7 separate regions of the Mus musculus genome follow, and regions 1, 3, 4, 5, 6 and 7 are each linked to region 2. A link is a contact called in public ChIA-PET and HiChIP or PLAC-seq data. All regions are on one chromosome and are shown on one strand. Each heading gives the region's core, a stretch centred on a gene start, on an enhancer-like site or on the middle of the called end of the contact. The rest is flanking DNA. Distances are from core to core; before and after follow the strand shown. Region 1 holds the start of Muc1 (mucin 1, transmembrane). Region 2 holds the start of Msto1 (misato 1, mitochondrial distribution and morphology regulator). Region 3 holds the start of Arhgef2 (rho/rac guanine nucleotide exchange factor (GEF) 2). Region 4 holds the start of Lmna (lamin A). Region 5 holds the start of Ssr2 (signal sequence receptor, beta). Region 6 holds the start of Sema4a (sema domain, immunoglobulin domain (Ig), transmembrane domain (TM) and short cytoplasmic domain, (semaphorin) 4A). Region 7 holds the start of Dpm3 (dolichyl-phosphate mannosyltransferase polypeptide 3).

What was found. ChIA-PET counts read pairs in DNA pulled down with a chosen protein or histone mark. HiChIP or PLAC-seq counts read pairs in DNA pulled down with a chosen protein or histone mark.
Region 1: a FOXA1 HiChIP or PLAC-seq map of pancreatic cancer cells shows a contact between it and region 2. The contact joins the promoter of Muc1 here to the promoter of Msto1 in region 2. A contact is called at or near these places in 9 of 39 promoter capture datasets (3T3-L1-derived adipocytes, the HPC-7 cell line, HPC-7-derived erythroid cells and 6 more), 2 of 484 Hi-C or Micro-C datasets (the C2C12 cell line and bone marrow-derived macrophages), 3 of 115 datasets of contacts at active chromatin or transcription factors (large pre-B cells, memory CD8 T cells and pancreatic cancer cells) and 2 of 9 other capture datasets (adipose tissue and liver).
Region 3: a contact with region 2 is called in an RNA polymerase II ChIA-PET map of memory CD8 T cells, with 109 read pairs. The contact joins the promoter of Arhgef2 here to the promoter of Msto1 in region 2. A contact is called at or near these places in 3 of 39 promoter capture datasets (cranial neural crest, frontonasal cranial neural crest and neural stem cells), 12 of 115 datasets of contacts at active chromatin or transcription factors (the 230-238 cell line, the SCID.adh cell line, craniofacial prominence and 9 more) and 3 of 9 other capture datasets (adipose tissue, liver and pancreatic islet).
Region 4: an HNF4G HiChIP or PLAC-seq map of pancreatic cancer cells shows a contact between it and region 2. The contact joins the promoter of Lmna here to the promoter of Msto1 in region 2. A contact is called at or near these places in 1 of 39 promoter capture datasets (liver) and 1 of 115 datasets of contacts at active chromatin or transcription factors (pancreatic cancer cells).
Region 5: an H3K4me3 HiChIP or PLAC-seq map of bone marrow-derived macrophages shows a contact between it and region 2, with 3 times the contacts expected there. The contact joins the promoter of Ssr2 here to the promoter of Msto1 in region 2. A contact is called at or near these places in 4 of 39 promoter capture datasets (cranial neural crest, hippocampal neurons, liver and 1 more), 1 of 484 Hi-C or Micro-C datasets (B cells), 5 of 115 datasets of contacts at active chromatin or transcription factors (astrocytes, bone marrow-derived macrophages, embryonic stem cells and 1 more) and 2 of 9 other capture datasets (adipose tissue and macrophages).
Region 6: an RNA polymerase II ChIA-PET map of memory CD8 T cells shows a contact between it and region 2, with 73 read pairs. The contact joins the promoter of Sema4a here to the promoter of Msto1 in region 2. A contact is called at or near these places in 2 of 115 datasets of contacts at active chromatin or transcription factors (memory CD8 T cells and pancreatic cancer cells).
Region 7: a contact with region 2 is called in an H3K4me3 HiChIP or PLAC-seq map of bone marrow-derived macrophages, with 2.9 times the contacts expected there. The contact joins the promoter of Dpm3 here to the promoter of Msto1 in region 2. A contact is called at or near these places in 1 of 39 promoter capture datasets (erythroid cells) and 3 of 115 datasets of contacts at active chromatin or transcription factors (bone marrow-derived macrophages, memory CD8 T cells and pancreatic cancer cells).

Annotation. Positions count from the first base shown.
Region 1 is chr3:89,227,701-89,230,918 of GRCm38.p6, reverse strand. Muc1 (mucin 1, transmembrane) reads right to left here and starts at 1,863. Exons shown (of 7, transcript NM_013605.2): 1 at 1,742-1,863; 2 at 1-1,008. The coding sequence starts at 1,799.
Region 2 is chr3:88,912,386-88,915,680 of GRCm38.p6, reverse strand. Msto1 (misato 1, mitochondrial distribution and morphology regulator) reads left to right here and starts at 1,731. Exons shown (of 14, transcript NM_144898.2): 1 at 1,731-1,888; 2 at 1,979-2,114; 3 at 2,754-2,823; 4 at 2,903-2,978. The coding sequence starts at 1,805.
Region 3 is chr3:88,619,769-88,622,993 of GRCm38.p6, reverse strand. It overlaps Arhgef2 (rho/rac guanine nucleotide exchange factor (GEF) 2), which reads right to left and starts at 1,835. Exons shown (of 22, transcript NM_008487.4): 1 at 1,673-1,835. The coding sequence starts at 1,735. It overlaps Gm20652 (a long non-coding RNA gene), which reads left to right and starts at 1,889. Exons shown (of 2, transcript XR_375820.2): 1 at 1,889-1,963.
Region 4 is chr3:88,501,772-88,505,024 of GRCm38.p6, reverse strand. Lmna (lamin A) reads left to right here and starts at 1,673. Exons shown (of 12, transcript NM_001002011.3): 1 at 1,673-2,277. The coding sequence starts at 1,922.
Region 5 is chr3:88,577,532-88,580,908 of GRCm38.p6, reverse strand. Ssr2 (signal sequence receptor, beta) reads right to left here and starts at 1,301. Exons shown (of 6, transcript NM_001356317.1): 1 at 1,223-1,301; 2 at 875-1,029. The coding sequence starts at 1,029.
Region 6 is chr3:88,454,447-88,457,494 of GRCm38.p6, reverse strand. It overlaps Sema4a (sema domain, immunoglobulin domain (Ig), transmembrane domain (TM) and short cytoplasmic domain, (semaphorin) 4A), which reads left to right and starts at 1,734. Exons shown (of 15, transcript NM_013658.3): 1 at 1,734-1,947; 2 at 2,649-2,816. The coding sequence starts at 2,678.
Region 7 is chr3:89,264,714-89,268,171 of GRCm38.p6, reverse strand. Dpm3 (dolichyl-phosphate mannosyltransferase polypeptide 3) reads right to left here and starts at 1,711. Exons shown (of 2, transcript NM_026767.4): 1 at 1,566-1,711; 2 at 1,093-1,443. The coding sequence starts at 1,438. The coding sequence ends at 1,160.

The sequences.
Region 1 (3,218 bases), core at 614-3,113, 320 kb before region 2:
TATAGACTAGACTGGTAGCTGAGCCCAACACAGAACTGGTAGGTAGCACCGAGGAGCCATTGTGGTCTGGAATGATAGCTGAGCCTGACGTCACTTTGGTAGTAGAGAATGGCATGCTACTGTAAACTGGAGTGGTGGCCAAGACTGATTCAGAGCTGTTAGTTGTAGTTGAGGTACCACTGTGGTCTGGACTGGTGGCTGAGCCCAGTGCAGAGCTGGTAGTTGTGACTGAGGTGCCATTGTGGTCTGGAGTGCTAGCTAAGTCTGATGTAGTCTTGATGTTTTGGATGGAGGCACTACTGTGGACTGGAGAACTGGTGGAGTCCCTTAGAGGGCTGGTGGCTGGAGAAGAGGTGCCACCGTGGGCTACTGGAGAGCTGGCGGAGTCTTCTGAAAGGCTAGTGGCTGGGGAAGAGGTGTCATCATGGGCTACTGGAGAGCTGGTGGAGTCCACTGGAGCTGTGGTGGCTGGGGAGGAGGTGCCACTGAGGACTGCAGTACTGGTAGAGTCTTCGGGAGCTCTGGTGGCTGGAGAAGAGGTGCTACTATGGTCTGGAGAGCTGGTGGAGTCCCCTGGAGGGCTGGTGGCTGGGGACGAGGTACCACCGTGGACTACTGGAGAGCTGGTGGAATCCACTGGAGCTGTGGTGGCCGGAGCTGAAGAGGTGCCACTGTGGACTACTGGAGAGCTGTTGGAGTCTTTTGAAAGGCTAGTGGCTGGGGAAGAGGTGTCACCATGGGCTACTGGAGAGCTGGCGGAGTTCACTGGAGCTGTGGTGGCTGGGGAGGAGGTGCCACTGAGGACTGCAGTACTGGTAGAGTCTTCAGGAGCTCTGGTGGCTGGAGAAGAGGTGCTACTCTGGACTGGAGAGCTGGTGGAGTCCCCTGGAGGTCTGGTGGCTGGGTCTGAGTTGCTGCTGTGGACTGGAGTGGTAGTCGATGCTAAGGAACTGCTGGTGTCCTGAGATGAGGTGACACTGTTTTCCTCACTTGGAAGGGCAAGAAAACCTGAACCAGAGTGGAAGATTAGGGGTAAACTGTTTTTATGCTCACAGCAGCGCAGCACTAATCAACAGAGTTGGACACTGGGTCGCTTTGGATAACATGTGTGATGTTTTAGTTCCGGCTAGAGCCAAAGTTGAAGAAAAAAAAAACAAAACAACAACAACAACAAAAAAAAAACCTACTGGGTTGATGAATAAAAATCAGAGCAAGAAGAAAAATATAAACTCTGAAAACAAAGTAACCGGGGAAGGAAGGGGGATCATGTTAGCATCAGGTAGCCCCTGGTTTGCCTTCATCCTGACAGCCTCCCTCCCTAAGCAGAGGTCTCACCTCTGCTTCTGGCTCATTTATTCCTCTACTTGAGACAAGTATTCATACTGTAGCCTAAGCTGGCCTTGAACTCTCTGTGAACCTGAGCGTCCAGGGTGTGGGAACTATAGACTGGAACCACTGCACACGGCCCCATTCTTCCACTCCGGAGCTACTTCTCCTGACACAGCCTCTCTTCTCTACTCCCCACAAAGAGTATTATTTGCCTACTATAGTGCCCACTCTCCTGAGGGGTCACCTCTTCTCAGCCTCCTTCCTTAGCCTCTTTTCCCCCCTGGCACATACTGGGCCATACCTGTATGGATGGCCATTTATGACTCTCATAATCTACCAGTAAGCAAACTCCACAGAAAGACTGGGAGTCCCACCTGAACAGCGCAGCCCCTCCCCACCTTGCGCCTCTCACCTTTTAGACTTGCTAGAAGTAGCAGCAGGAAGAAAGGAGCCCGAATGCCCGGGGTCATGGTGGTGGTGAACAGGCGGGAAGGGGCTAGAAAACAAACTCAAGGCTGGCGCTCCGTGTGTGAGGTGGAACAGGGCTGGTGCCTGCTGCTTTATACCAGTCCCCCTCCCGCCCTAGGCACAGTCAGAGCAGGTGACAGGTAACAAAACTCCGCCCCCTCCCCTATTCTTTTCCTCCTCCTCCCCCCCAGTCATTCCTGTGTAGGGTACTTGGGCTCCAATCACTCAACCTTATGACAACCTGTTTTTTCTCCATCTGGCCTCCCACTTTTACCAACCGCTCCTTGACTACCCCAGGTGTGTATGTGGAGGAAACCTGGGGCCCCCTGGCTCTGGTTTTAGTCCCAGAGTGACCGCCAAGAAGAGGAAAGGAAACACAGAAAGGCCCTGGACAGCAAGACATGGGAAGTCCATCCCTAGGTCCCCCGATCCCTTTTCCTATTCTCTCTGCGGGTCCTTGAACACCACTTCTCACAAGTTGAGAGGACATAAGGGGGCTGGATAATAGTGGACAGGTCGCTAGTTTTAGTCTCCCTCCCCGAACCCCCCCCCCCCCCGCCACTTCCCGGAACAGCCCCGCCCTTCTAGCCGTTCCCGGTACTCTGAAAACCACAATCCCCGCCCCTGCCAGACTTTCCAGTAGCCTGGGTCTCTCTTTGGCTTTCTCCCGAGAAAGGCGGTGGGGGAAATTTCCACTTAAAAAGGACTAAACTTGGGCTCCACTGAAGCCTAAGGTCCTTCCTACCCAACCCTCCACCTTGAGTGGCAGGTTGACCGGCCCTTCTATCCGGAAACGCCTGCCCTCTAGTGGTCACCGCGAGCGTCGCGCGGCGTACTCGCACCAGCCGATAGTTTGGCAGCACAGCCCAAGTTGAGACAGATTAACTTAAGGAAGTTAATTGTGCCTTGGCGAAAAGAATCAATGCCTCGGACAGATAGGAAAGAATGCACACTGTAGGGGAGAAGCAAGGGTCATTAATTGGGCTACTAGACTTCTGGGGATGGTGTTTGCGGGTAGGGTAAAAGTGGTTGGAGCCCCAAGGTATCTGGAAGGGGGGGCATCAAGTTGTGTGATGACATTGAATGGTGGGGGGTGGGGTGTAGGACGGGTTATGTCTAGGTAGCTAGATATTGAGGAGGAAGAGATTAAGTAGGTGGGCCGATCGTGGAACATGAGAACGTTGAGATGTATCTGGGAAAGGAATATTTGGGGCGAACAAGCACTCGAAACAAGGCAAACCCGTGTGTTTGTGTGTGTGTTTAGGGAGAAACGAAAGGTGTTCTGAAGGGCAGAAACAGTTGAATTTGGGGAGGGCTTTGGGTTCACAGTAGCGCGGACTGAGGATGCCAGGCCGGATCCCGCAAGCGGAGGTTGCGGAGTAAACCAGCAGGAGCAGTTACAACTGTAGTAGGCAAACAGT
Region 2 (3,295 bases), core at 482-2,981:
AGAGGTCCTGAGTTCAATTCCCAGCAACCACATGGTGGCTCACAACCATCTGGAACACATGTATGCCCTCTTCTGGTGTGTCTGAAGAGAGGGACAGTGTACTCACATAAGAAATAAACAGGGCCCAGAGTAGTGGCGCACACCTTTAATCCCAGCACTTGGGAGGCAGAGGCAGGCGGATTGCTGAGTTCGAAGCCAGCCTGGTCTACAAAGTGAGTTCCAGGACAGCCAGGGCTACACAGAGAAACCCTGTCTCGAAAAATAAAAAAAGAAAGAAAGAAAAGAGGGGCTGGAGAGATGGCTCAGAGGTTAAGAGCACTCATTGCTCTTCCAGAGGTCCTGAATTCAAATCCCAGCAACCACGTGGTGGCTCACAACCACCTGTAATGAGATCTGATGCCCTCTTCTAGTGTCTCTGAAGACAGCGACAGTGTACTTACTTATAATAATAAATAAATCTTAAAAAAAGAAATAAATCTAAAAAAAAATCTCAAAATTAAAAGGCAGTCATTCTTTAAAATACTGTTCTATATGATGCATTTTTCTAAGTATTTTACTAGCAATGTGCTTATGTTCAGAATAATGTACACAGCTAGGGATTTGGTTCCGTACTACCCTGTGGGTGCTCAGGTTAGAACTCTGGTCTGCAGGCTTGGCAGCTCCCAAGCTCCCCTTAACCCATCGAGGATTTTGCCTGGACCCATTTATTTTATTCATAAGTGAATACTAGATGGTCCAAAAGAAACAGAGCAAGCCATTTGGAATAGTAATTTGTTTTGTTTGTTTTGTAACTTAGATATGGTCTCATGCAGTCAGGTGAGCCTTCAACTTGCTTCGGAGCCAAGGATGAATAATCTCTCTCCGCATCCTAGGAGGGCTTACAGGTTCCAGCCATCACATGCGGCTTGGAAACGCTCTACAAATTGGATAGCCAAACGTTTATAAAAACATAAAAGACTGTTCCCACAGCCGGGTATGGTGGCACACGTCTTTAATCCCAGCACTTGGGAGGCAGAGGCAGACAGATGTCTGAGTTTGAGGCCAGCCTGGTCTACAAAGTGAGTTCCAGGACAGCCAGGGCTATACAAAGAAACCCTGTCTCAAGACAAACAAACAAGCAAACAAAAGACTGTTCCCAACCTTATCAGTGGCACGGCCTTTGATTCCAGCACTCCGGAAGTGGAGGCTTGATTTCTTTTGAGTTTGAAGCCAGCCTGCTTTACACAGTCATTTCAGGCCAGCCAGGGGTTACATACTGAGAATCCATCTCAAAAAGATAAAAATAACGAACCAAGTCAAAGAATAAATGAAAAGAGCACTTAAGTACAATCAAACTACATGAACACGCGAGAAAGGGACTACAATCTTCCCCAGAACCTAACAGAAACCGAACCATGGGGCCAGCCCACTGGTTTAGCAGGGCTGGGACATTAGAGATGGGAAAAGGAAGTGAGTGGGAGGATCCAGAGGAGTCGAATTCCCCCTCAGATTTTTTTTATCCCCTCGCGTGAATTATTAGCTACAGGAGAGGGGCATCTGCGCGAAGAGAGACAGAAGCAGGTGAGAGAACCTTCCATGACCTTGGCCAGACCCGCCACAGTCTGAGGCGCAGAAGGAACGGAGAGACAACAGCCGATCGCGGCAGCTTCCTACATTCCAAGAAGAGGAAGAGGCGGGGCGTGAGCTGCGGCCTCGGAGACCAACGAATCGGGAGGCCAACGGGAAAGCACGTGCTCGCGCGGGAGCCGCCCCCTCCGGCTGATGGGCCCGCGGCGGCAGTGGAGTGCCCAAGAGCAGCGGCGGTATGGCGGGCGGGGCCCGCGAGGTGCTCACGCTGCAGTTGGGACATTTCGCGGGTTTCGTGGGGGCGCACTGGTGGAACCAGCAGGTCAGGCACCTAGCGGCAGCCCGGCGTTCCCCGCAGACAGTACCGGCCCTGCCCCTCTTCCCCCTCCGCTCAGCCCTGTGACCCCTACAGGATGCTGCGCTGGGACGCATGGCCGAGGACGAAGAGTCGCCAGGCGAGCTGTGCCCCGACGTCTTGTACAGAACAGGCCGGACACTGCATGGCCAGGAAACCTATACGCCTCGACTCATCCTAATGGATCTGAAAGGTGAGGCGATGGTGGGCTCAGCCAAGTTTTCCCGTGTGGCGTGCGAGGGCCCTAGCATCAGTTCACTTCAGATACCGGATCGGGCACAACCCCCGACGATGTCGAAAAGGCAAGTTTACTTCAGGATCTGGCTCTGGAATTGTCAGTATAATGTTAAGCTGCTTGCACTCACACCTACAGACGGACCACAGCTTGTTTTGTTTTTTTGTTTGTTTGTTTTCGAGACAGGGTTTCTCTGTATAGCCCTGGCTGTCCTGGAACTCACTTTGTAGACCAGGCTGGCCTCGAACTCAGAAATCCGCCTGCCTCTGCCTCCCTAGTGCTGGGATTAAAGGCGTAAACCACCACTGCCCGGCTGGACCACAGCTTTTGAGAGAAGGATGGATTCCATATTCCCTGTCCCATCTAATGTATATCCAAGTGCCATGTAGTTGGGCACGCCCTTAATCCCAGCCAAGGCAGGTAGAAGCTCTGAGTTCAAAACCAATTTGTCTGTATTGTTGGAAACTACTCAGGGCTACAAAGGGACACCTCATCTAGGTAGAGAGGAACTGCCACACCATATTCCCTGACAGGTGATCAGTTTAGTCTTGATCACATGACCCCCTAGGTTTAACCTTGCCTTTCATTTCTGGGCAGGTAGTCTGAACACTCTAAAAGAAGAAGGTAACCTCTACAGAGACCGACAGCTAGAGGCTGCAGTAGCGTGGTAAGTACCGCTCCTGTGAGCATGGCCCACTGTGTGTACATAGACGGCTGGAGAACTCTGCTTACTCTTACTCTTTCAGGCAGGGGAAGCTCAGCACACACAGAGATGACGCCCAACCAAAGAACCCAAACCTCCAGGGCCTTCTGAGTGCAGAGGTGATGACGAGGGGTGGGGCTCTGTCCCAAACCTTTAAACCTGCTACAAGCACAGTGGCTCTCCGATGCACAGTAAAAGGTGTCTAGTCACTGTAAATGCCATAGAGTAGTGTTTTTGGAAAAAGCACCGTTGTCTCTGAACTGGCGGGAACCCAGAAACTGGCTCAGAGGTTAAGAGTCGGACCTGTTCTTCCAGAACTCTGCATTGAGTTCCCAGGGTCCACATCAGGCAGCTCACAGCTGTAACTTCAGTCCCTGGGGTTCTAACACCCTCTTCTGGCTTTGGGTACCTCAGGCACGTGGTGCACATAACCTTA
Region 3 (3,225 bases), core at 586-3,085, 290 kb after region 2:
GCCAGGTGTCTGGATTGGAGAAAGGCCCCCTGAGGATGTCTTCGTACAGCCCCACAGGTCTGCCTCTCCTGCCCCCCCCCCCCCAGTGGCTTTCCTTTTTAGGGTGGAACCAAATTTCCGTGCTTTCAAAAAGTTCCCCCCACCCACCCTGGCTTTACTCCAGGGTCTCGCTCAAACGGTTGAAAAAATAAACAGACTCTGGGAGCTGGGGCCTGGCCTGTCGCTAGGGTTTGTTAAGAGCCTGTCTGCCACCCCACAATTCACACTCAGTCACCTCACCCTGGAGCTGCTCAGAGCCCTGCTAGCTTTCTTCCGGTGAGCAGACTCCCATCCCGAAACCCTACAAAAAGCCTCAAACTGAGCTTCCCGCCCCCGAGGCTCTCCACCCCTACCGACCTTCTCCCAGTGTAGCAGTAAAGCAAGTAGCTAAAGCCTGGAACCTTGGAGGAAGGGAGAGGGCAGCTTTCCATTCGCAGAGTGGCTTTCCAGCCTGAAAATGATCTGCTTGGTTGGCTGGCTGCGGGAGGGTCATTACGCTCTCGCTAAGGACAGGGATTAAGATTAAAGCCCTTCCTGCCTTTGCTTTCCGAGAGAGCCTTATAATGTGAGTGTCCTGAGGTACAGGGAGGCGCCGTCCGCCTGAACCAGGCCCCCCTGGCTTCACTTATTCATCTACAAGTCCTCCTCGGCTTCACCACTTCCTGTGAGCTGAGGTGAGGAAAGTCATGGCATTTGGGAGGGCGTCTGAATACAAAGACAGGAATAAAGGACACTTGTAAAGGCGTGCTGGAGAGGTCGTATTGCAGAGTGTGCTGATAATTACACAGCCAGACTCCAGATGACAGGTGAAGGGCCCCCAAGCCGAGGCGATAATCGAAATATGGCTGAGGGGAGTGGGGGAACTGGGTTAACCGAGGCGGCTGGAGAACCAGGAGCCTGGAAGCTGATGAAACAGATAAGGGTGGGAACTACTCTGGGTCCTGGCACCGAGACGCTCAGGATGTGAGAAGGCATCCCAGCGACACAAAGGCAGCTTGCTTCACCTGATGGATCGGTTTGGCCTGGCGGAGAAAATGGGCGGCCGCTTGCTGTCTTGACCCCTAGCCACCCGCCTACCCCAGGCAAGAACTGAATCACAGCTGGAAAGTCCATCCGCAAGAAGAGGAGGAGCTGACTTTTGTCTTGGAGGGGCGGGAAGGTGGGGGAGGGAGCTTGGAAAACACCCCCTCCGGCCCCCTCCACCCGCTGGTGGGGACAAAGGGGGAACGACCGAGCCGGCGCTAGCGGGCACGGCCGCAAGCAACCCCCGGAACTGGGGTGCGGAAAGGGGTGCCCAAGAGCGTCGTCCCTAGGAACCCGACACGCTCGCCCCTCTTTCCCGCTCGATCCCTTACCGGAGCAACTTTCTTCCGAGCGGCCCAAAACACTCGGTCCCGCCGAACCACTGGTAACCCAGCTCAGCTCTCCTAGATCCCCGCACAGAAGCTGCGCGGGTGCTGGAGACGCGGGTCACGTTGCGGTCCTCCAGCCCCCTCCTCACGCGCTCGCAGCCCCACCCACCCCGTCCGGCCGCTGCGCGCGGACTCGGGCGCCCCAGAGCGGGCGGGGGGACGCGGGACGCGGGGCGGAGGCCCAGAGGTCGGCAGGGCGCCCGGTCGCAGAGCCAGCCCACCTTGGTTGCCTGCTCCTTGCTCCGGTCGATCCGCGCGCGAGTGAGGGATTCGATCCGAGACATAATCCAGCGTGAGCCGCGGGAGGACGCGGCGGCCCCGGGTGTCCAGCAACGGCGGGGGAGGGGTCCGGCCGCACGCGTCGGCCTCGGGGACAGGAAGTCTGAGTCCCCTCGCCCCTGCACCCAGCACCAGTTCCTCAAACCCTAGTCTCCTCCCCCACCCGAGCTCAGGAAGGGGAGAGGCGGAGCGGAGGCAGGGCGGGGTACCCGCGCACCGGACGGGACGCCGGGGTTAGTATCGCTGCAGTCTGCTGGACAGGGGTCCTTGGGACAGGTTCGAGGATCCCTTTTCCCTTTAGCGCTTAGGAACACTCTCTGACCTCAGCGACCTCCCTTAGCTCGGCTGTCCTTGAAAAACACCGGCGCCCATTCCGGGTAACTTCACTCTTTAAAGACCCTAAGGGGATTCTATCACCTTATCGGTAACTGGGAGACCTAGCCATAAGGGCTCACTCATCAAACAGGCTTGAGTACACAGACCGCTTTTACAATGTTGGACTGGTATGACAAGAGGGAGGGGGCAATGAAAGGGGAACTAGAAGCTTCATCGTTAACAGGCTTCACTCCCCCAAAAGAGTGAAGAAGGGGACTCCTTTCCAAAAGCTAGGAGTCCACAAGAGAGGGTTTTCCCCTCACCCCCCCCCACCCCCCGCCCAGCTTCTCACCCCTCTGGGCCTTGTGGACCACACTCTGACCATCCTTCTCAGCCCCACCTCTGCCAATTACTTTGGCAGTGAAGGTGAGAAGGCTCCACCTTTCCTGAGGCTAGCTGAGGAAATCCTTCCTTGTGTCCTGACACCAGTTTTCTCTGCCACAGGAGACTATAGAAACAACTTGGCCCTGTCTGGAAACGTTTGAGCTTGCTGAGGAGTGTGGGTGGGTTTTCATTTCTCTGGACCCTTTGAGTCAACCTGAGTTTCCTGCCACTGGGGAAATTCTCCAGTCTGCTCCGTTTCCACCTATCAAGGTCTCCGATTTCTCTGTAAAAACCTGAGCACCCTGGGGCAAAGTTTTGTAAAAATTTAGGGTACTACCTAATCTAGTCCCAAAAGTGTGTGGTAATGAGGGAGGGAGATGGCTAGGCGTGGTGTTGCACAGAGGCAGGGAGATTTCTGAGTTCAAGGCCAGCCTGGTCTACAGAGTGAGTTCCAGGACAGCCAGGGCTACACAGAGAAACCCTGTCTCAAAACACCGAAAAAAAAAAGAAAGAAAGAAAAAAGAAAGAGGGAGGGAGATGAGGCCCAGCCACTGTCACCAGCTTCTGCTCTGTTCTTCTCGGTAGCGGGGCAGGGAGGGTGGTGTTAGGGCTGCAGGTTTCCAGCCCAGCCCTGCACTCCTAGAGTGCCAATTTTAGCCTCAGTCTCTAATTTGGGCTCGGCTGCCTCATCCACCCGCTGTGCTGGTTGGGCTCCTCAGCTCCTCACCCCGGCTCTGCTCCCCTCCCACTCTGCTCCTCTGACCTATCTCCTGCCTAGGAACTCCCTCACCTTTTG
Region 4 (3,253 bases), core at 424-2,923, 410 kb after region 2:
CGCAGTGGCAGTGGCACGTGCCTTTGATTCCAGCACTCTGGGGGCAGAGGCAGGCAGATCTTTGAGTTCGAGGCTGGCCTGGTGTACAAAATGAGTTCTAGGACAGCCAGAAGTTCATAGAGAAACTCTGTCTTGAAAAAACAAAGCGCCAGGCGCACGCCTTTAATCCCAGCACTCGGGAGGCAGAGGCAGGTGGATTTCTGAGTTCAAGGCCAGCCTGGTCTACAATGTGAGTTCCAGGACAGCCAGAGCTATACAGAGAAACCCTGCCTCGAAAAACCAAAAAAAGAAAAAAACAAAAAAACAAAAAAACAAACCCCCCCCCCACCACCAACAACAACAACAAAAAAAAAAACAAAAAAAAACAAAAAAAGCAGCAGCAACAACAAAATCTCTTAAGAGTCCCAACTCAAGCCCACTGCCTGGACCTGCAGGAACTGCAAGCTAATCAGCAATGGACAGGGGAAAGCACATGGCAAAAGGGGAAGGAACATGGCAGAAGGGGATGCCAGGGCCAGTAAGGCTTAGGCTAGGGTTACAGGAGAGGATTAGACAGCTGATCGGGAGTCTTTGATGGAGGCTGGAGACCCCGGGACATGGAACCAGGGGACCAGGTTACTGTATTGGGAGATCATCTAGTCAGGGCCCACCCAGAACTGGCTAGACAGGCATGCAGTGGCTGAGGAGGGGGTAGCTTTGCTGTTCTTGCTCACACCGTTTAAGATGGAACCAGGATGGAGACCCTGCATTAACAACCCTCTGACCCCGTTCCTCTTTTCAGGCCCTTCTCGAAGCCACAAAAATCTGGAACCTGGTGTCCTGGCCATGTGCTGAATGCACGCACAGCACAGCTCTGGTATCTGTTTTAAATTATCCATTAAAATAAGTACAGTCCTGGAAAAAAATAAGTACAGTCTTGGATTTGGTTGGGTGGAGTGAGCTGAAGAAAGGGGCTGAAACGAGGGATTTCAGCAGCCCCTTTTTCCAGCTGTCTAGGTCCAAATGAAAGGGGAGGGGGGAGTGGGCGGGGCCAACTTCTGGCTTCTATTCTTGGCCTTCTCTTGGGGACTGAGGCTTATTTCTTAGATCTAAAACCCAATGTTTGGTTTTAAAGCCAAAAATATAAGGGAAGTGCATAGGTTTGGGTTTTGTTTTTTGTTTTTTCCCGAGGTCCTTGATCTTTGCCCCCAAATTTGAGGGCATAAAGTAATCCCTCAGTTACCTAAAAACACAGCCATTCCTTTGCCATTCCACTCTCCTGGATTGGCCGCTTCTGTGCGCGGGGGAGAGGTGACTCACTATTACTACTGAGGAAAGGGGAGCCAGTGGTGGAAGTGGGGTGAGTCACTGATGGGCAGCAGCTTCAGCCCTCCCCCCAACTTCCTTGGCTCTCTGGGGATGCCTGATCCTCTCCCTCACTTTGCACCTACTTCCCCTGGTCCCTCACCACTACCCTTTGCCCACCCACTCAAATTCTTTGGCTCTGCTCTTTACTCCAGAAGGCCAAAGGCAAGCTTAGAGTTGAGTAGGCAGGAACCAACATTGTGAAGCCCCAGGCCAGAAAGGGGTGTTCTGCAGAGTGAGGGTTGGCATGCTGGCTCCTCCTCACCATACCTGCCCCCGCCCCTTTGGGTACAGGATGGCTCCTTTAAGAGCAGTGGATCCACCCCCTGTAGAGGAGGGCCTATTAGAGCCTCTGCCTGGCTGTCAGTGACTCAGTGTTCGCGGGAACGCTGCCTCAGCCTCAACACCAGCCAACCCAGATCCCGAGGTGCGCCAGCGCCCAGCCCAGATCTCCACGCCTGCCAGGAGCGAGCTTCGCCGGCTCGCTGTCCCCCTGAGCAGCCTCTGTCCTTCTGTCCAAGTCCCGCGCCCTTCTCGGGACCCCTGCCCAGCGGGCAGCACTGTCACCCTGCCGGCCATGGAGACCCCGTCACAGCGGCGCGCCACCCGCAGTGGGGCGCAGGCCAGCTCTACCCCACTGTCGCCCACTCGGATCACCCGGCTGCAGGAGAAGGAGGACCTGCAGGAGCTCAATGACCGCCTGGCCGTGTACATCGATCGCGTGCGTTCCCTGGAGACCGAGAACGCGGGGCTGCGCCTTCGCATCACTGAGTCTGAAGAGGTGGTCAGCCGAGAGGTGTCCGGCATCAAGGCGGCCTACGAGGCCGAGCTGGGGGATGCCCGCAAGACCCTTGATTCTGTGGCCAAGGAGCGCGCCCGCCTCCAGCTAGAGCTGAGCAAAGTGCGTGAGGAGTTCAAGGAGCTGAAGGCTCGGTGAGTGAGGCCCGGCCGGCCGGCACCAGGGAGGCAGCAGTCGCCTGTAACTGGCCATCTAGTCCCCTCCCTCCCCGGAACTGCCTCCCGCGGGTGACTGGCAGTGCCAAGGGTAATAGACATGATAGGACATAGAAGGGAGGGGGTCTCTGTGAGAGGGTGGGGGATATAAAGAGTGGTGGGGGCATTGAGACCAAGTAGCGTTGGTGACAGGGCCTATGCTGTCAAGGTGGGATTTTTCAGTCATTTGGAGCTTGGGGGATGGGCTTGAGGAAGGTAGAACAGGCTCTACCAGGTCTTGGAACTCCCGAACGCCGCCCGGGACACATCAGAATGGGTGAAAGGGTTTTATTAGAACTTTCTTGGTAGGTTTGGCACTTTGCCAATCTTGCCCAACGTGGCTCTGAACACATGATGTCCACTAAGACATAGCGCCCACACTGACATTTGTCCAGTGGTACTGTAATGGAGTTACCAAGGCTGCATAGCCCCTTTCTCCCATGGCTGTGTAAGCACGGCCTTCTCCTGGTTCTTTCTAGGAGCTGAGAATGTCTGGAGCTTTTCCTAGACTCTCAGGCCCACCAGAAGCACACCAGGAGATCTGCTCCCCCGCAGCTCCCACAGCCCTTGGCCTCCCTGGTCGAGGAATGCAAGGGAGGGTGGGGAGGGAGACCGGGCACAGAAGCTAATGGCTCTGGAAATTCTGTTATGCCTGAGTCGGGGACACCCCAGTCTGGGCCCTCTCTGTTTGGTGACTTAAGGGTTTTGGAAGCTCTGTCCTTTCCTTGCTCAGCCAGCGAGCCACTTTCATTTTTCTAGTCAAGCCAGACTTTACTCTGGCCCATCCTCTGAACTGTTGATGTCTTGATCTTACTAAACCTCTGGAATACAATGACATTTTTGAAATCCAGCCGTTAGGGAGCCTCAGGCCACTCCCATTGCACCCATCCCTACCCCACCCTACCCCACCCTACTT
Region 5 (3,377 bases), core at 52-2,551, 330 kb after region 2:
CCGACTGCTCTGCCGAAGGTCCTGAGTTCAAATCCCAGCAACCACATGGTAGCTCACAACCATCTGTAATGAAATCTGATGCCCTCTTCTGGAGTGTCTGAAGACAGCTATAGTGTACTTACATATAGTAAATAAGAGTGAGGGACATAAAACTAAGGGAACTGACTGGAAAATCCACCTGCTGGTCAAAAGAAACCCCCATAGTAAGTTGGGCCTGTTTTGAAGAATCCAGATCAAGGCCTGGATTCTGTTGCTCAGAAGTGAATTGCCAAAGGTAATCTTGCTCTAATTCTAGACAGGGGAAGTAAGATATAAATGGAAAAATATATAAAAGGAAAGAACAACAAAAAAGTGCTCATAGGAGCCAGCAGTGGTGGCCCATGCCTTTAATCCCAGCACTCGGGAAGCAGTGTGAGAGACAGACAGATGTCTGTGAGTTTGAGGCCAGCCTGGTCTAAGAGTGGACTCTTCGACAGCCAGTTAAGAAACTCGGCCTTGAAAAACAACAAACAACAAAAAAAGTGATTGTAAGTGAAAGAAGAAAGCTGGGAGTCCGCACCCGAGGTAAGAGGACAGATGTACACTCTGTGTCTGCATTTCCTTTTTCACAAGCTGAATTTATCCCTGCCTTTGAAAGCCTTCTGAGACCCCAAAGTGGTTTCTTGTAATTCACCTAAGGATGTCTTCACCTTCAAAAAGCACCCGACAAAGGTAAGCCCTCTAGTATATTCATTCATTCATTCATTCACTCACTCACACACTGCACTCGATACTGGAGGACTCCAAAAGAGAATTCACTCCCCAACAAAACGTTCTCTATGCCCACGTGGAAACTCGGAATTCAGAAGGAAGCTGGCGAACTCTAGGCCGTTACCTGGAGCCGACGTTGTAGATGTTATACTGCAGGGTCAGGTCCCTCCCTTCCACAGCGTATCTGTTGAGCAATGATTTGGAGGCCAAAAGCCTGGCTCCTTCTTCTGCTTGACTGACGGCTAACAGAGCCAACACCACAACCGCCAGCAGCCTCATCTTTGGAAAAAAGCAAAGTGAGCAATCGACCCAAGCATGGGAAACACTGCCAGCCAGGCAGCCTGTGCGGCGCCACACTCCAGCCCCGCCGCCAGGTCCGCAGCCGCGAGCCCAAGCCACAGCAGTGTGTACCGCGCTGCCGGCCAGGCGGGGTCAGCGGGGACCCCAGCGCTCTTGCGTCTCCCAGACTCACCGTGAGCACCCCAAACGCCTCCCTGGGCCACAGACAACCGGAAAACAACGTCAGCCTCCGAAAGACCGGAAACGGATCTGACCGGAAACCCTGATGTCCCTTCCTGTGCCTTATGGATGTTGTAGTTCTGAAACAAGCCCCACCTTCCCCTTTATGGCGGCTGATACCCCAAAGGAGTTGAGTTACCTAGAGTCCTTGACTCTTTCCTGTGTGTCCTCCAATTTCTTCTCATTAATGCTTACCCCATGGAAAACCCCTCTGTTTAAACTAAAACGAAATAAGCTGCATAGGCACAATTTCAAAGTTCAAAGAGTCGCCGACTTTGTTTTAAGGCTGAAGTAGCTGATATAGCCTTTCCTTGAATTCTTAGATTTCCAAGCTGCTAGTCACTGCCTTATGTAATTAGCACTTTATAGAGACTTCAGACAACTAGTAAACAGGGCCAGAGAGACCCCTCGGCAGGTAAAGGCACTTGCCACCATGCCTGCCCACCTGAGTTTGAATCCTTGGACCCATTTAATAGGGCACCGACAAGTTCTCCTCTGAACTCTACATGTGCACACACACATGTGCATAAACACATGAACATGTAAACATGCTTATAGCACATGTGCAGGAGAGTTCTTCCACATCCCTTCTGTAGCACTCTTACATCCAGGATGGGTTTACTCTGCACCTGCTCTGTGCTCTGGCACTACTATAGATGCTGGTGGGGTGATGAGAGAACCTTCTCCCACTGCGCCTGGCTCTCCTGGGACAGACACCCTATGCTTCTTTTTTTTCTTCTTTTTTTGAGACTGGCCTAGAACTCACAAGAGATCCCTTGGCTTCTATTGTCTAAGTGAAACTAGGATTAAAGGCATGTGTCACCATGCCTGTTGTGTTTATAAAAAGATAAGGAGAGGAAATGTGTTTGGTGGATGTGTGGTAAGGTGTGGGGTTAGGGAATGCCACCGCGGGCTCATGCTGAGGCATCCCTTCCCCCCACCCCCAGGGACTAGCCACAGGACAGTATAGTATAGAATAGTTTATTCAGGGCATGGGAAGAGGAGCTGAGAGTTAGGAGAGAGAGAGAGAGAGGGAGAAGTAGAGGCTGGCCATCAGCTCATGGAAAGAAAGAGTGGAGAGAGAGAGAGAGAAAGAGAGAGACAGAGACAGAGAGAGAGAGAAAGAGAGAGAGAGAGGAGGGGCAAGCAGCCCCTTTTATAGTGAGTCAGGCACACCTGGCTGTTGCCAGGTAACTGTGGGGTGGAGCTTAAACAAAATGCTAACAATGCCTAACCCTTTGATTGACCTACCCCCCATTTTTTGTGGGGAGGGGGTTCTTTATATACCTGAACTCTATGTAGATCAGGCTGGTCTTGAACTCTGAGATCCACTTGCTTCTGCCTTCTGGTGCTGGGATTAAAGGTGTGCGCCATGGCTGCCTGGCTTGATTGACTTCTTACAACTATTTACTTTTTTTTTAGAATACTTTATTATTATGTGTTTGAGTGTTTTGCCTGCATGTACATATGTGCACCATGTGTATGCCCAGTGCTCGAGGAGGTCAGAAAAGACAGCTATCACCTGAGCTAGGAAAAAATCCAATTGCACTTCCTGCTTCCACGTGTTCGCTCTTTTGAGCTCGGTCTCTTGGTCAAGAATACAGGGTGAAGCCCTGTCTCTCAAAAAAACAAAAACCAAACTGTGATGGTTTGTATATCCTTGGACCAGGGAGTGGCACCATCTGAAGGTGTGGCCTTGTTGGAATAGGTATGACCTGGTTGGAATGGGTGTGTCACTGTGGGTGTGGGTATAAGATCCTCACCCTAGTTCCCTGGAAGTCAGTCTTCCACTCGAAGCCTTTGGATGAAGACATAGAACTCTCAGCTCCTCCTGTGCCAGGCCTGCCTGGATACTGCCATGCTCCCACCTTGATGATAATGGACTGAACCTCTGAACCTGTAAGCCAGCCCCAATTAAATGTTGTTTTTTTATAAGACTTGCCTTGGTCATCGTGTCTGGTCACAGCAGTAAAACCCTAACTAAGACACAAACCAAACAGAATAAAGTGTGCTTTGTCCAGACTCTTCAGTTGGAATGGTGATCTTTTTCTTTGAAGACCCAAACTTCTTATTTTTGGTTTTTCTGTGTAGCCTTGGCTGTCTGGAAC
Region 6 (3,048 bases), core at 485-2,984, 460 kb after region 2:
TGAAAGGCACTGTGAGAGAGTGGGTGGCACCCCAGGGCTGGAAGCACCTAGGCTGAAGTTGACATCAGATGGCCTCTCTTCGGGGAGATTTCTGTTCCTTCTGAGTCAGGAGTCACCCTGAGTGATTGGTTCCTGGCTAGAGGAGAGAAAGCCCCTGCTCCTCCCACTCTGATGCCTGCCTACTCCCTCTGTTGAGCAGCTCTGAGCTGAGCTAATGCACTAGGGCAGGAGATGGGACTGAAGGAGCCAGCCATGTAGGGAGAGCTTCCGAATTAGACAGGTCTGAGGTAGATGGATGGACGTCAGGCTGTCCAGTCACCCCTGCTGCACTTCTGTTCTCTGTGCAGCAAGACTGTAGTGGAGCCTGCCTGCTGAAGTTGGGAAGCCTGAAGCCCCAAGTGTGAGCTTCTCACATTGTCCGAGGGCCTGGGAGAGCACTTGGTCTCCTGAGGACGCCCAGGGACAGGAAGAGAGTAAAGAAGGATGGCATTGGAGCTGCTCCTCTGGTCACAGCTCCTCCCTGTGACCCAGATAGGCCAATCTGTCTCCAAAGAGAGGCCCTGAGGTGGTGGCTTCCCAAGCCTGATCTAGAGGTCAAGGAGACTCAGAAGTTTGTGTCAGCACAGGGAGATTGGCAAAGTCCTCACAGTGAACGGAGAGCTTGGGGGGGGGCGGGTCTTAGCAAGCTTTGACAGATGAAGCCATCAGGAGGGTCTGTGTGAGCCCAGCTCCTGGGCCACACTGGAGAACGGAAGCAGAGGGGAAAGCATGAAGGGAAGGCCAAGCAGGCTCTACCGAGGAATGCTTTCCGTCTAGGAGCTGTAACTGGAAGGGTGGAGGACAGCCTACAGTGGGGACCATCCTGGCAGTGAGGATGGTGTTTACAGTGAAGATAGGGTATGTCCTGGAGGTAGACCAGCTTGGGTCACTGTGCTCTTTAACCTGAAGTCAGCTGACCCGGGAGAGTGGGCAGCAGCCCAACCACTCTTTATTGGCCTAGGAGCCCTTGGTTACTCATTAACCCTGCGTTATGAGGTCTTCCTGGAACCTTTGGGGAGGAGGAACCAGCCACCATGCCAGCTGGGTGCTTCAGCTCCAAAGCGTATCCCAAGAAGCACGCGTTCAAATGGGGAATTTCTCCAATTTCCCACTGAGACGTCAAATTACTAGGGCTTCCTCAGCAAAGTCATAGGGAAAAACCAAAAAACTAATACAAATGTAGGATTTTTATTTATTTTTTATTTTTTTGATACGGGGTTTCTCTGTATAGCCCTGGATGACCTGGAGCACACTCTGTAGATCAGGCTGGCCTCGAACTCAGAGATCTGCCTGCCTCTGCCTCCCGAGTACTGGGATTAAAGGTATGCCTCGCCACCATGCCAGCTTTAAACGTGTTATCTTTCAAGAATGTGGTCCTACTGGGTGTGGGAGGTCGGGAGGTCTCAGTATGTGGCAGTGGGGGAACCCCACAATGGGGTCAGAGAGAGAAGGAATAGGAGAGAGACGGTGTCATACCGAGCTCTCTTGAGCAAGAGGAGTCTGCAGCTTGGGCTGGTTAGACTGGAAGTGGTGTGCGGGAGAAACAAGGGCATCACTGAACTGGCCGGGAAGGAACTCTTAATTTCTGGATAGACTAAGGAGGGAGGGAGGTGTGTCTCCTGCAAGGCCTTCAAGCCTCACCCCCACTCCCACACTCCACCAGTCTCCCCGCCCTGATCCACCAACTTCCGCCCAAGCCAGCCAGGATCTGTCACAACTCGAGGTAGAAATTCTGGTTTCCCTGGCCTGAAACCCACACTGGCTCTGGCAGGATGGGTGCCTGGAGGGCCGCGCGCCCGTTCCAGCCAGGCTGAGCCTGCTTGCCTTGCCTGGACCCCCTTCTTTGCCTCGGATGGCACCCTGATTCAGGGTTTGAACACAGGACTTCTCAGTGTGGCTGGCTCAAGGGTATGTGAGATGAGGCGGGGGCGGGGGAGGGGTGTGAACCTGCATTCAGTGGCCATGGGGGAGGCTGATTGCGGAGCTCTGGGGAGGCAGACAGGGGGGCTGGAGAAGTTGAGAGTCTGCCAAGGACTCCTGCCCAGGCCACTCCCAGGAAATACAGAGGGCAGCCCCACCACAGTGGTAGATAAACTGGCACGCCCCTATCCCTAAGAAGAAGGCTAGATGGGCCCGATTAAGCAAGAGTCAGAGCCCCTGGGGGCTGAGGAGAGGGTAGGCTGTCTGCCTGGGTTGGGGTGAGTAGCGGGCATAAGGTGTCACAGCACAGGCCAGCCTGGGGAAATCTACCTTTTGCATACAGGAACTAGTTCCCTAGAAGACCTTTGCCCAGGGCCAGAGATGATCAGAGCTCTGGAGCACGGGGCCAGGAGATGCTGAGGGGGCAAAGTGGAAAGGAATTTTTCTGTGAGTCAGGTGAGAAATGGCAAGGTAGTTTTTTTAATGGTTAGGTGACCAGAGGCACAGCGTGGGCCACAGCAGCACCCTATGCAGAGGGCAGCAGGAGGCACCTTCAAGGCTGGGGATGGATGGAAGTGAGACTCTGAGGGCCCTTCCAGAGAGGAACTTCTGCCCCCTGGGGCTCTCCTATTGGCCCTCAGGAAGGGTGTGGTAAGCATGGCTAACCCAGAAAGTGCCTGTTTCCTCAGAACCATCTGGTGACCATCTCAGGCTGACCATGGCCCTACCATCCCTGGGCCAGGACTCATGGAGTCTCCTGCGTGTTTTTTTCTTCCAACTCTTCCTGCTGCCATCACTGCCACCTGCTTCTGGGACTGGTGGTCAGGGGCCCATGCCCAGAGTCAAATACCATGCTGGTAAGTGTCTAGTACCTGGGAGGTATGGATGGCACCATAGAGATGAAGGGGCTGAGGAAGGAGAAGGGTGTGCCAGAGGGGACGAAATGGCACGAAGAAACAGAGATGCCAGGGAGCCTGGGAGGGGCTGGGAGAAGAAGAGGCCACCTGAGGCACAAGTTGATCTGTAAGGGAAGGAAGGGTCACTGTGACCCTTTTCTGCCAACTCAGTGGTTTTTCTTTCCCTCAAATG
Region 7 (3,458 bases), core at 462-2,961, 350 kb before region 2:
CCTGTAGGATTGGCTCAGAAAAGGGATTTGAAAGAACTAGAAGTTAGGACTGGAGAGATGGCTCAGTGGTTAAGAGCACTGACTGCTCTTCCCAAGGTCCTGAGTTCAATTCCCAGCAACCACATGGTGGCTCACAACCATCTGTAATGGGATCTAATGCCCTCTTCTGGTGTGTCTGAAGATAGCTACAGTGTACTCACACACATAACATAAATATTTTTTGTTGTTTTTTTGTTTTTCAAGACAGGGTTTCTCCGTGTGGCCCTAGCTGTCCTGGAACTCACCCTGTATACCCGGCAATAAATCTTTAAAAAACAAAAAACAACTAGAAGTTAGAAAGATCCAGGAAGTCCTTTTAAAAAGAAAAGAAACCTGGCAGTGGTGACACACGCCTTTAATCCCAACACTTGGGAGGCAGAGGTAGGCGGATTTCTGAGTTCGAGGCCAGCCTGGTCTACAGAGTGAGTTCCAGGACAGTCAGGACTGCATGGAGAAACTCTGTCTCAAAAAACAAACAAACAAAACAAAAAAACAACCAACTTGAAAGCTGTGAAGAATGGAAGGAAGTTAGGGACCCATGCTTCCTGCGCAGCCTTGTATGGGAAGCCTCGCAGCACTTCCAAGGTTGAAGCTGAAGCGGGAGGACCACAGGTTGAGGGCAGCCTGGGTAGCACGACAGGGTTGGTTGTAAGCCAGGTTGAACTACTTATTAAAACCATATATATTAAAACCATATACACAAGTAAACAAACCTGTTTTGGGGATATAGTTCAGTTGTGGACTTCCAAGTTTGAAGCCCAGCATGACATAAACTAGTCTAGTCATGGTGGGTTTAGCCTGTAATTAGAGACGTTAGAATCGAGATAATCCACAGCCATATGGCTGGGGTCAAGGCCAGTCTAGGGTACATGGCATCCTATTTCAAACAGAAAAAAAATCTTGAGAAGGGAACAGAACACCATCAAAATGCAAAGCTAAGTAAGGCCTGGTAAGGTGGTTCTCCTGCCCCCTCACCTCTTGACCTCTAGTATATAGAATCCCCATCCCACCCCCCACCCCACCGCTATCCTCCATACTCAAAACTACACAAGATTAGAAAATAAAACTGCATTTTAATGCGGAATGAGGAAAGATGTCCAGACTGGAATGGGTTTAGGTGTCAGAAGCGCAGCCCCCTGCGTGCTAAATCAGCTCGGGCCTCCACGATCTGGCTCTGCAGCTCTCGGGCAGCGTCCTCGCAGTCGTGAAATGTAGCTACGCGATAGCCCACCGTGCCCAGGGCATAGCAGCCAGCGGAGACCAACAGGTAGGCAGGCAGTGGCCACAGGACCTCTCGGCAGGGGAAAGGCAACTCCAAGCCCAGTGCTCCCATGGTCAGGGCAGCCCAGGCAGAGCCCAGGAGAGCCAGTCCCCAAAGCCACTGTGTTAACTTCGTCATGTTGGCTGCAGGGAGAAAAATCAAAGCTAAGGGTTCTTTCTACCGATCCCCGCTCTGCATCTGACATTTATTCCCAGTCTCCGCCACCCATTTCCGTCTTTCCACTCTGCCCGCCACCTAAGCGTACCTCCGTGTGCCGCGCTGACAAGGCCCGCATCAGCATCCGGAAGTCCCTTTCTACTACCGCCCTTTTTCCGGGCTGCCTTCTGGGAACTGTAGTTCTTAGGACAATTTCGGCCGCGCTCAGATCCAGGTTGGTTATACACTGCTCTTCGAAAATCTGAGTTCAGAAGAGTTTTTGCCGTTTTGTTCTGGAGACCCACATCGATACCGGCTGGAACTTGTGGACAATCGGAGGATACCCCGAAACGCTGCGTTAAGATGGGAATGTTACATCGCCCCCCTTAAACTAGATTCTCCAGTGCAGAAAGCCCACTCATTCAATTATTCAAGCATTCTTCCAACACACCCATCAATCAGCAAACATGAACAGGCCGCCTCACACCTGCTAGGCAAGTTCTCAACCACTGAGCCCTTTTATATTTTGAAACAGGATTTTACAGAGTACCCGGAATAAACTTGAACTCCAGTCTGAGATCCTGTCTTGAAGAAATAGGCTGGTCATGTCAAATTGAACTGCAAATCACAGGCCCATATACCTGTGATTCCAGGGCAATTCAACAGAAGAAGAAAGAAGACCATGACCATTACAGGATATGATAAAGGGTTGGTTGCTAGGGGATGGAGAGGTGGCTCAGCAGTTAAGAGCACTGGCTGCTCTATCAGAAGATCCTAGTTCAATTCTCAGCACCCACATGACAGCTCACAGCTGCCTGTAACTCCAGTTCCAGAGAATCTGACACCCTCACACAGACATACACGCAGGTGAAACATCAATGTGCATAAAATAAAAAAAAAATTTTTTTTTAATAAAAAGGGGTTGGTTGCCTTTAGGTAGCAATAACAGTTTAAATAAAACAAGGGGGTTTTCTTTGGCTTGATTTTTGGTTTGTTTGGGTTTTAAATCTTTATTTATGTGTGCATATGTGTGTCTATCTGAGCGTATACTGGATACATTTAGGTGCCTGCAGAAGCCAGAAAAGCTGGAGTTACAGGTAGTTGTGAGCTGTCTGACACTGGAGCTAGGAACCAAACTCAGGTCCTCTGGAAGAGCAGCAAGCACACTTAACAGCTGAGCTGTTTCCAGCCTGGTTGGTATTCGTTTTGTTTTGAGACAGAGTCTAATGTAATGTATTCCAGGCTGGCCTAGAGCATGGGATGTAGCTGAGGATGGCCCTGAACCCTTGTTACTCCTGCCTCTGCTTTCCCAGTGCTAGAATTAAATGTGTGTGTTACCAAACCTTCCTTAAAGCAATTCTGTTGTTGGAAAAACGAGTAAATGAGGAGTGAAAAAGTCCTGAGGACATCCACATGATCCCAAGGCTCAGGAGGCAGGGCTGCTCCAAGTTCAAGGCCAACATGAACTACATAAGGAAGGCCCTGATTTAAAGGGAAAAAAATCTAGTCTGAGTGGATTGAGGGTCCACTTGGAAATCACAAAGCGGGGACAGAAGTAGACTGTAACTCCAAGACCTCACACAGACTCACGTGCAGGCTAAACACCAGTGCACATAAAATAAAAATTAACAAATGTTCAAAGACCCATTGTTCAAAGCTTTGTAGCTGGATTGGAAATTTAGTTTACTTTGGTATGTCAAAAGGGAATCCAGAGGGGCTGGAGAAATGGCTCAGCAGTTAAGAGCTCTGGCAGCTCTTCTAGAGGATCCTCTGAGCTCCATTCCCAGCACCCACATGATGTCCTTAACCATCTGTAACTCCAGTTTCAGAGCGTCTGACAACACTTTATGACTTCCCGAGGCACCAGACACATACTCAGACATACATGCAGGCAAAACACCCATCCATGTAAAATAAAAGAGAAACAAACCAAACCCTTATTTCCTCAAAGCCTTCAATGTTAATCAACAATTATTATTTATAAAACAAAAACAAAAAACAT